2 separate regions of the Hordeum vulgare genome follow, and region 1 is linked to region 2. The links are chromatin contacts, called in public Hi-C maps. All regions are on one chromosome and are shown on one strand. The core of a region is the stretch at or near the end of the contact, and the rest is flanking DNA. Distances in the headings are between cores, read along the strand shown. Region 1 holds the start of LOC123427770 (secretory carrier-associated membrane protein 6). Region 2 holds the start of LOC123427769 (probable WRKY transcription factor 35).

What was found. Hi-C and Micro-C count contacts between places; a contact is called where the count stands out from the background.
Region 1: a Hi-C map of seedling shows a contact between it and region 2, with 4 times the contacts expected there. The contact joins the promoter of LOC123427770 here to the promoter of LOC123427769 in region 2. A contact is called at or near these places in 2 of 6 Hi-C or Micro-C datasets (leaf and seedling).

Annotation. Positions count from the first base shown.
Region 1 is chr2H:609,857,200-609,861,544 of MorexV3_pseudomolecules_assembly, reverse strand. It overlaps LOC123427770 (secretory carrier-associated membrane protein 6), which reads right to left and starts at 3,036. Exons shown (of 12, transcript XM_045111885.1): 1 at 2,855-3,036; 2 at 2,585-2,713; 3 at 2,428-2,490; 4 at 2,306-2,339; 5 at 1,933-2,055; 6 at 1,483-1,545; 7 at 1,305-1,398; 8 at 757-802; 9 at 584-651; 10 at 1-45. The coding sequence starts at 2,914.
Region 2 is chr2H:609,627,348-609,632,104 of MorexV3_pseudomolecules_assembly, reverse strand. It overlaps LOC123427769 (probable WRKY transcription factor 35), which reads left to right and starts at 2,356. Exons shown (of 3, transcript XM_045111884.1): 1 at 2,356-3,555; 2 at 4,206-4,346. The coding sequence starts at 2,909.

The DNA of each region.
Region 1 (4,345 bases), core at 1,787-4,286, 230 kb before region 2:
ATTATCAAATGCTCAGAGAAAGTGTCGATCGCAGCCAATATGCCCCTGGAGAGAAAAATAGAAAGCTTAGCATTGTAATTAAGAAGAAAATTCCATACTTCCAATAGTGTGTACCTATGAAGAGATGAAGGCATTGATCTTAAGCTAAAAAATAACAGCCACCCATTCAATAGTCAATACTCAATGTCAACCGGCTACATACTATACTGGTTGAATACAATGTAGAATGATAATATATTCCATCAGATACTGAGATATTCAACTGTCAGTCAGTCCAGAACACTGGCACCAGATCATGCTAGAAGAGCATACACAAACAATTTATTACAGATCTTGTAGGCACATAGTGAAACAAGCAATTCAAAAATTCAGCTGTCTCAATACTATGGAAGCTATAGTGAAACAAGATATACAACTGTTACGCATACAAGTTTGACTTTTATTAATTGTCAACATCCTGTTGGTTTCAATAAAAATACTCTCAGTGTGGTGGTCGCCAGGTGTTCCAAATGGTAACACTGGTGCAATAGAAATTTACCACAGAAATTGCGATGTTCACTGAATAAAAGTGGTGGTAGCTTACGTTAATGATTTCCCTTGGAATACAATTGGCGGAGCAATGGCAGCAATTATGCAAAAACCAATGTGGATCTGCACCAAAGAACAAGATGAAGAATGTGACCGTGTGATAAGATAATTATTACAACAGTTGAAATGTCAAGAGAAAGTTAAATAAGCTTTGCAGGCAGATCTTACCAGATAACACAGGAAAAACCACCCAAAACTGAATGCACTGTTAGTCCTGTTTAAAGAAGTAAATGAACATATCAGATGTTTCCACACATCATAATGCACAGTTCAGTTTTTCTCTTAAATTGTTAAACAATTGGACTGAACATGCAGTCACTTCTAAAATGTGTCAAACTATCATCTCAGGACGACTATACCCAGCAATTGGTCACTGATACATGAAATGGAAACAATTATGTGTAGCTGGTGTAGGTCCACCAAAATATTTTTGTAACTGTTGTAGCTATCGCTTGCATCATGAATTGTGTGGATAAGTAATTTTTCAAGGAAATCAGGCAGAAGTTCTAAACTCGCATAAACTGACCTTTAATATTTTCGGTGGATGGAAACGATGCTAGTAAATATTGCAGGTCGGCACAGAACATTTAGGGAAAATAAATACGGTCACTGTGATGTGCATAGGTGGAAAGCCCTAAAATAAATAATAAATTCACTCATGATGTCCTTTTTCCATTGATAGGTGAAAGTGCTAAAACAGTACCATGATAGCATACCTCATTGCACGGTAGAGGGGTCGATACCACATCAAGTAAGAAAGGGGAATTCCAAGCAAAGCATAGATTGTAGCAAGGAAGAACAGCTTTGAATCTGCAAACATAAGCAATCCAAGCATTCAGCATCCACCAATGTACAAGAAAACCCAGGCATTCATAGGCGGTGATGAAAACCCACCTCCCTCCTTGATCCAGCAGACTATGACAGCAATAAAGTTCCAGGAGAGGCAGAGCACAATTCCTGTAAGTCAAAATAACACAAAACGGAAACTATCATGACCATGTGACTCTGAAATGAACCATATCTACAGCCTATAATAACACAATTGCATAATTGTTTTTTTTTTTTAATAGAAAGGGGTTTCCCCCCTGCCCCACTTTTATTAGAAATGAGGCAAAACAGCCCAGGCCAGAAGTGTATCCAAGACAACTTAAAAGTTTATCCTAGGCAACTAGGGAAATAACCAACAGCAAAAGAAAAAACTCAGCTCCAACATACTTTGCTAGTTATTACAGAGAACCAAACTGTTGCAGGACAGACTACTATTAGAACCAAATTGCATAATTGTACTGACGAACTAGAATGATTACAAAAAAAATACGCTACCAGCAGCCAACAAGTACGTACCAAGCCAGCTTGCGAACGCCAGATACTGTAGCTTCTGCACGTTGGCCGGTATCTCATTGGCGATGTCATGGTGGATAATCGGGAAAAATGGCGGCCAATTCTTCTCCTCCATGGGCACTCCAGCTGCATCAAAGAAAGAAAAGGAAAGCACAAATAAAATAAGGTTGCGTTTGGATCAGCGTTTAAATTCGTTTGTGGTTCTCCCGTCGTTTTTATTTTACGTAGGAAACAATAGGCGGTCGGTAAGTTACACGTGTATAATAAATACGGGCGTAAAAACTTACACCCATTCCAAGCAGGACCTAAGCACACTGCTGCTAACACAACTCATAACTGAAACACAATTGACACCAGAAACGAAACAGTGGCTCACCATTCTTGAGCGATTCCTCCCTCCTTTTGATATCCTGAAGTAACAGAACAAACACCGTGAGACAAAACACAACCTAACCAACCACAGTGAAGTTTAAGGGCAAAGAGGAGAGCAAACCCCACCGCCTCACGCCGCCTCAGATCTGATTCCCACGACGAGAGCTCCCTCGCGTTGCCATTCGAGTCCTGCGCGGCGCACCAGAAGCATCAGATTCGTGCAAGCCGAACGACGCGCGAACGAAAAAAACAAAAAGGATGACCAGCGCGTGAGGCGCCTTACGCCCATGTTGTCGAGGGGCACATCGACGGTGGCGTCGCCCCTGCTGCCGCCGCCGCCGCCGCCGCCGAAGCCGACGGGCTCGGTGGGCCTGAAGCCGTACTGCTGCTTCCCGCCCCGGCCTCCTCCATTCTGCAAAGCCACAGAAACATCACGCGGGAGTTCAGATCTGCCGAGCCACTACCCCCGTCGCAGGCGGCGAGGGTTTTTCCGCGGAACGAAGGGGCGATAGGTGAGCGGATAGAGGGAAGGGGGAGGGGGAGGTTGGCTCACGGAGAAGGGGTTTTCGTCGCCGGCGGTGCCCTCGTCGAAGGGGTTGGGGTCGTGATGCATGCCGGGCTCGCCGCTGGGTGGGTCGCTCGGCCTCGCCGCGCGGTGAGGGTGAGGGTGAGGGGAGGAGACGGGGAAAGCGGCGGTGGTGGACGCGGGTCGCTTCCAGTCCAAGCCGTTCCCTTCTTTTCACGTGACCTCCTCTCTCGGGGGTGGAATGCGACGCGACTGGAGTGGGTTGGGTCGGCTTCGCACGGGTCGTCGTCGTCGTCGCACGTGCGCACCACCCGCATGCAAGTAAGCCCACGGCCCGTCCTGCTGCGAGAGCCCATATTTGTGCTCCTTCGTTTCCTCAAAAAAAAAAATGTGCTTCTTCGAAAAGGAAAATAAATCGCGCCCCGTTTTGCATGTTTTCTGTGTGCTTCCACCACAAGCACATATTTTGCATCTCCTGAAGGCGCATATCCTTGTCTCTCGAAAAGGAAAATAAAGCAGAAAAGAAACGTGCTCCCGGCTAGGGGATTTTTCTTCTGTGTTTCTTTAAACCTTTTAGCATGAGATTTGGTTTTAATGATCAAGTGAGAAATACAAGATGAAAATGGTTCGGAATTTGAACACATGGTTCAAGAGATAAAATGTTTTGAACAAACGAATTTAGACGAAAGAAAAACTTCCATGTTGCGGCAAGTGACACACTGCATGTGGTATCCATTAACCAGTGAGTTCGTCGATAATTTGGGTTTTCCCCCATGTCTTGCTTATAGCGAGATGTAGAGAGGCCTCGCGTCAAGGGGAGCGCAAGATGGGCAAGTCCAGGTGCGTGGGAGGCCAGAACCTCATTATTTTTATTTTATCTTTATGTTATTTGTTTCTGCTTTATGCTTCTTTTTTAAATTTGTTTATACATCAAATATTCAAAATAAATATATTACAAAAAAACTTTACATAACGAGTTGAAAAATGTTAACTGCGTATAGAAAAATATACAATGTGTGTGAAAAACTTGATAATGTATTATAAAAATATTAATAAAATCATTTGGAATTTTTTAAATAAGTATTTAAAAATATGTAAATCAAGCATTTAAAAATGTTAAAAAATTATATATTTTTTACCAAGTATTAAAAATGTTGATCTTATAATATAAAAAATGTAACCTTGTATTTGGAAATTGTGAATCTAGAATTTGCAAAATGTTAAATATTTATAAAAATAATGTTGACCACCTAATAAAATTCCTAAATTTATTTGAAAATGGTAACAAAAATGTGCAAAAAAATATGTACAAAAATAATTTGTTGACCATGTATTAATTTTTTTAAACATGTATTTTATAAATATATAATTTGTATTATAAAATACTATTAGATATATAAAAAATATTATAATATGTGAAATAATATAAGTAAAAAGTATATTTTTCAAACATGGATAATCATGTATTAAAAACATGTTAAACGTGTACATAAAAATGTTTCTGATATATACGAAAAA
Region 2 (4,757 bases), core at 1,107-3,606:
ACATTGGAGTCGTATCACAATTCATGTGGTAGTTTAAGTTTGTGGTCGTTGCAGTCTCTTCGTCGTTCGTACCTTGATGTAGGCGGAGTGTCGGAGAACGTCCGAGTGGCCGAAGATAATCCGATTGACCTTGAGCAACTGAGTGAGAATGTGTTTGTCAAAGTGAGACCGTGACTGCACCGGTACCTTTAAGGACATTGATGTCCATGTGGGGCCTTAGGTGGGCCCTCGAATGCAGGTCGGTGGACCTACCCCTAATGTAAAACCCCATTAGGCACGACCGCCTCCACCCAATGACAGCAGCCCCATGCGCTCCCTAGAGGTCCACCAATCATGGACTTCCAAGTCAGGTCGCTGAGGTGCGCCGTCCAGGCAGATCGGGCCGTCGGAGAGCCCCAAGAGGCCCTTGTGGCAAGGCATCGAAAATAGACACCGCGCAGAGGGCACTCTCTCCCGTGAAGCGCCCACCAAAAATGGGTACTTCAATATCTTTTATAGGAGTACGATTTGAGGGTTTTAGTTAGGTTTTTTTTCTTTCTTTCTTCATGTCCAAACAACGACTAACCGGACGAATTGAGGAGTCCGGTTATAGATTTATGTTAGGTTTTTATTTGGGTCGCGCTAACGCCTACACATGTGGGCGTTAAGAGGTCTTGCCATATGTCTCGTGTGGTGTGCAAGAGAAACAACGTGCACGCCTACGTATGGACAAAACAGCTAACGCCCACACGTGTTGTCTCCTGCTCTCACGTCACCGCATGTATGTATGTGGGAATCTTTTTGGATTTCCAATATTTTAAATATTTTATCTTGTAAATGAAAAATCCGATTGAAGATCCGTTTTCACCATTAAACCCACCCCGACGAGATCTTCAAAACTAGATCTCATATCAATATGTTTCGATGACTTTTTTATGGGCTAAAGTTGCCATGTCTATTGCACATGAATTGCCATAATGTTTACACTGAAGTTGCCATGACATGTTTTAACTATTTTTACTTCTACCTTTAACACTAAATTTTGACATATTATAAAACGTGGTATTAAGAAACTAGACTTGCCATGAACCATAAACTAAAATTGTCATGATGAATTACCATGGTGAAAAAATTGACATGGTTAATTAATAAAAATTGGCGTAAAAAAGTAGTTGAAAAATATAGTGGTAGTTTTAAATCTAGAAGAAAAAATAGGTAGAACATGTCATGCCAACTTTAGTGTAAACACTATGGCAACTATAGTGTAAGCATCATGGCAACTTTTGGTCTTTTTTTTTAGGATCATGGTCAAAATTCTAAAAGTGCTATGATCTATAAACTAAATTTATCATGATGGATTACTAAAAATTGTCATGATCCATACATTAAATTTGTTGTAATTAATTACGAAAAATTACCATGGTCAGTTAATAAAAATTATCGTAAAAAGTAGTTAAAAATATAACGATAACTTTAAATCTGGAAGAAAAAATAGATAGAAGATGTCATTGCAAATGCAGTGTAAACACTATGGCAACTACAGTGTAAAATCATGACAACTTTTGTCTAAAAAAAATTCATCGAAACATATCAACATGAAATCTAGTTTTGAAGATCTCATTGTGACAGATTTAATGGTGAAACGGATTTTTAATTAGATTTTTTAATTAAAAGATAAAACATTTTTAAATCAAAAACCAAAAAAGTTTCACGCTGTGAGAGAAATTGTCATGTGAACGAAGTGGTTAAATGTCCACACATAAATCAAATCCTACGTGACATAGAAAATCTGACAAAATTTATTAAGATTGGTGCAACCATAAACTGACACCGATCCATACGTGTGGACGAGATGCAAACTTCCATATGTATGGGGTCATCTTTTCTCTTTTATTTTGAGAATCTGGATTTATGTTAGCTAGGGCCAGCGTTTGATCCTCTTTTTCAGAGGTAAAAAAGAATCCACATGTAGTATATGCTGTCAGGCATCGGTGAGGAGTCGGGTCTCGGTCAGCCAAGACGACAAAGGTACAAGGACGCCGCGCTGGGCATCCGGCGCCCCCAGTCTGAGTTTTCACCATGCATGCATGCATGCAAAAGCAAAAACCCACGTTATTTACCGCGCGCGCGACAAGCACCCGCCGCGGCCATGCCGCCTTGCGTACGGGGCTCGCACACCTCGCTCCCCGCCCCGGAGAAAGTCAGCGTCCATCCATCCATCCATCCATCCACCCGTCCATCGGCTTCCCGTTCCCGTGTGCACACACATCACCTTCTTCCGCCCCGTCCAGAGAAAAATAATCCGGCCGGGAACCCATCGCTCTCGCCCTCCTGTACCCCCTGATCTCGTCTGCCCTCACATACTTCTTTATTGTCCTCTTTGGAAGCCAACTCAAGTTACCCATCCATCCATCTATCCATCTCCATTGCCATCGACCTGCTGCTGCTACCTCGCTTCGCTTGCTTTGTGTTAGGAAAAGATAGTTCCCTTTTTCCGTGGCCGCTACTACTAGCTAGCTAGCTAAGCTAGAAGGGGGAGTAGCCGGCTAGCCATTATCCCTCTCACATCACATCCTGCTTCCCCTCCACCCTACCTCCTTTTCTGCAGCCCCCGCCCGGCACCAAACAACAACAAATAAACTTGTAAGCTTGCTGTTGAATCATTGCTAGCTTCATTCTCCAAGCAGATCGGGCCAACCCGCGTCTCCAACGACACATATTTCATACCTTGCTCGCCCTGTTACGATTCGACCGATCCTTTGCGTGAATCATTCCTGTGGAAGAGCAAGCTAAGGAATTATTGGGCGGTTGCCCGTGAAGCTCTTGCTCTTGCTCTTGCTCTTGCTTGCTTGCGGCGAGCATCCACTATAGAGGAAGAGAGATCGGCGGGCCCAAGGAGTAGACAACCCTAGCTAGCTACTAGCTAGCTATGTGCGACTACTTCCTCCAGAGGATGGAGGGCGACCAGGCCGGCGGCGGGGACCTCACAGACATCGTGCGGGCCGGCGGCGCCATGCCGGGAAACAACGACGGCGACGGCAGCAACATCCCGTCAACGGCCGCCGAGTGGCAGCTGCAGCCGGCCGACCAGCCGATGCTGTTCCCGCCTCCGCCCTCCTCGTCGTCGCCGGGGACCGGCGGCGATGTCTTCGGCGACCCTTTCGCGGGGCTCGGGGACCCGTTCAGCAGCGACTATTCGTCGGGCGCCCCCGAGTTCCTGGAAGGCATGCCTGACGCCATGGCCAAAATCGGCTTCGAAGCGGGCGGCGGCGGCGGCGTCGTCACCGGCTGCGGAGGAGGCGGAGGCGGTGGCCAGATGTTCGACATGGGCAGGAAGCCGCTCCTGCCGAGGGGGATGCAGATGATGCCGGCGGGAATCGGAGGTGGGATGGGGCCGAGGCTGATGCAGTCGTCGCTATCGCCCATAGCGATACGCCCGTACCCGGCGATGACCCCGGGCGACATGGTGAAGCTCGGCATCACGGCCGGGCAGGCGGCCGGGTGCGCCATCGACGCCGCCGTCGCCGGCATGCAGATGTCGTCGCCGCGCAACAACAACGGCGGGATCAAGCGCAGGTTGGAACCCGTCAATACATATCGCCACCGGATAGAGCTAGATCTGGGCCGACCCAAGCTAGAAATCATCGTCGCGTTGCATGCATACCTGCATACAGTAGTTGATTTCGAACGAAGGGAAATTTCTGCGCGCGCTCGCCATTTTTCTTTCTTCTGCTCTTTAATTCGCCCTCTTCTTTCCGTGTTCTTCACTTCACCATGAAGAGATTATTAGAGAGAGGTGAGGAAGTTCCGAGTATTTCTCGGGATGTGACCAGAATTAATCGCCGAGATTGTGAGTAGTGCCTGGAGCTCGAAGTTTTAGGCACAAGAGTCTCCATAGCCACATGGTGATTGTGATCGGCGCGAATATTTCTGAATTGGCAAACAATGTCTCTATGCGATCGAGGACAGGTCATGTCATGTGCATCTAGACCTAGCCGCCACTTTTTTGTACTCACGGCCGAGAAGCTCGGCTTTTCAAACCCTAAGCAATCACAAGTAGTGTGCTTTTTAGTTGGTAACAAAGTTTCCATGAAGTTTACTATTTACTTGTGGTGATGCAACATATCGATCGCGTGTTCTTCACTTCTTATACCTGTGATAGTAGTAGTTGTGGTGTTTGTGGTGATTTTTATCCTCTTACTTATATCCATGTACTATGTGCACAGGAAGAACCAGGCAAGGAAGGTGGTGTGCATTCCGGCACCGACAACGGCGGGTTCAAGACCAACCGGGGAGGTGGTTCCTTCTGATCTCTGGGCATGGAGGAAGTACGGCCAAAAGCCTATCAAGGGCTCTCCTCACCCAAGGTATGTACATTTGCTACATGAATTACTAATTTATTAACACAGGTTTATATATATATGTCCAATCCAAAATAATTTGATTATATTGGATCGATGCATATGTATATGGTGCTTCTATGCATTACCAAGTCGTTGACATCTTTTCGTCTAATTAAAAAAAACATTTCTAGCATTGTATCGAAGTTCGGGTGCTTAAATGAGGATGAAGCTTCTGAACTGATAAGAGTAAATGATCTCGGTTACACGCATGGTCCAACATTATATAATTCCTCAGCTCCATATTGTGTCTGCATGATCGATGCATGAACTCCCGCGCTGAAATTAATTGGAAGATAAACAAATGGGTACCTATCTAGCTAGAAATTCATCTCGGTCATGTATATAGCCCCCCCCCCCCCCCCCCCCTCTTACAAA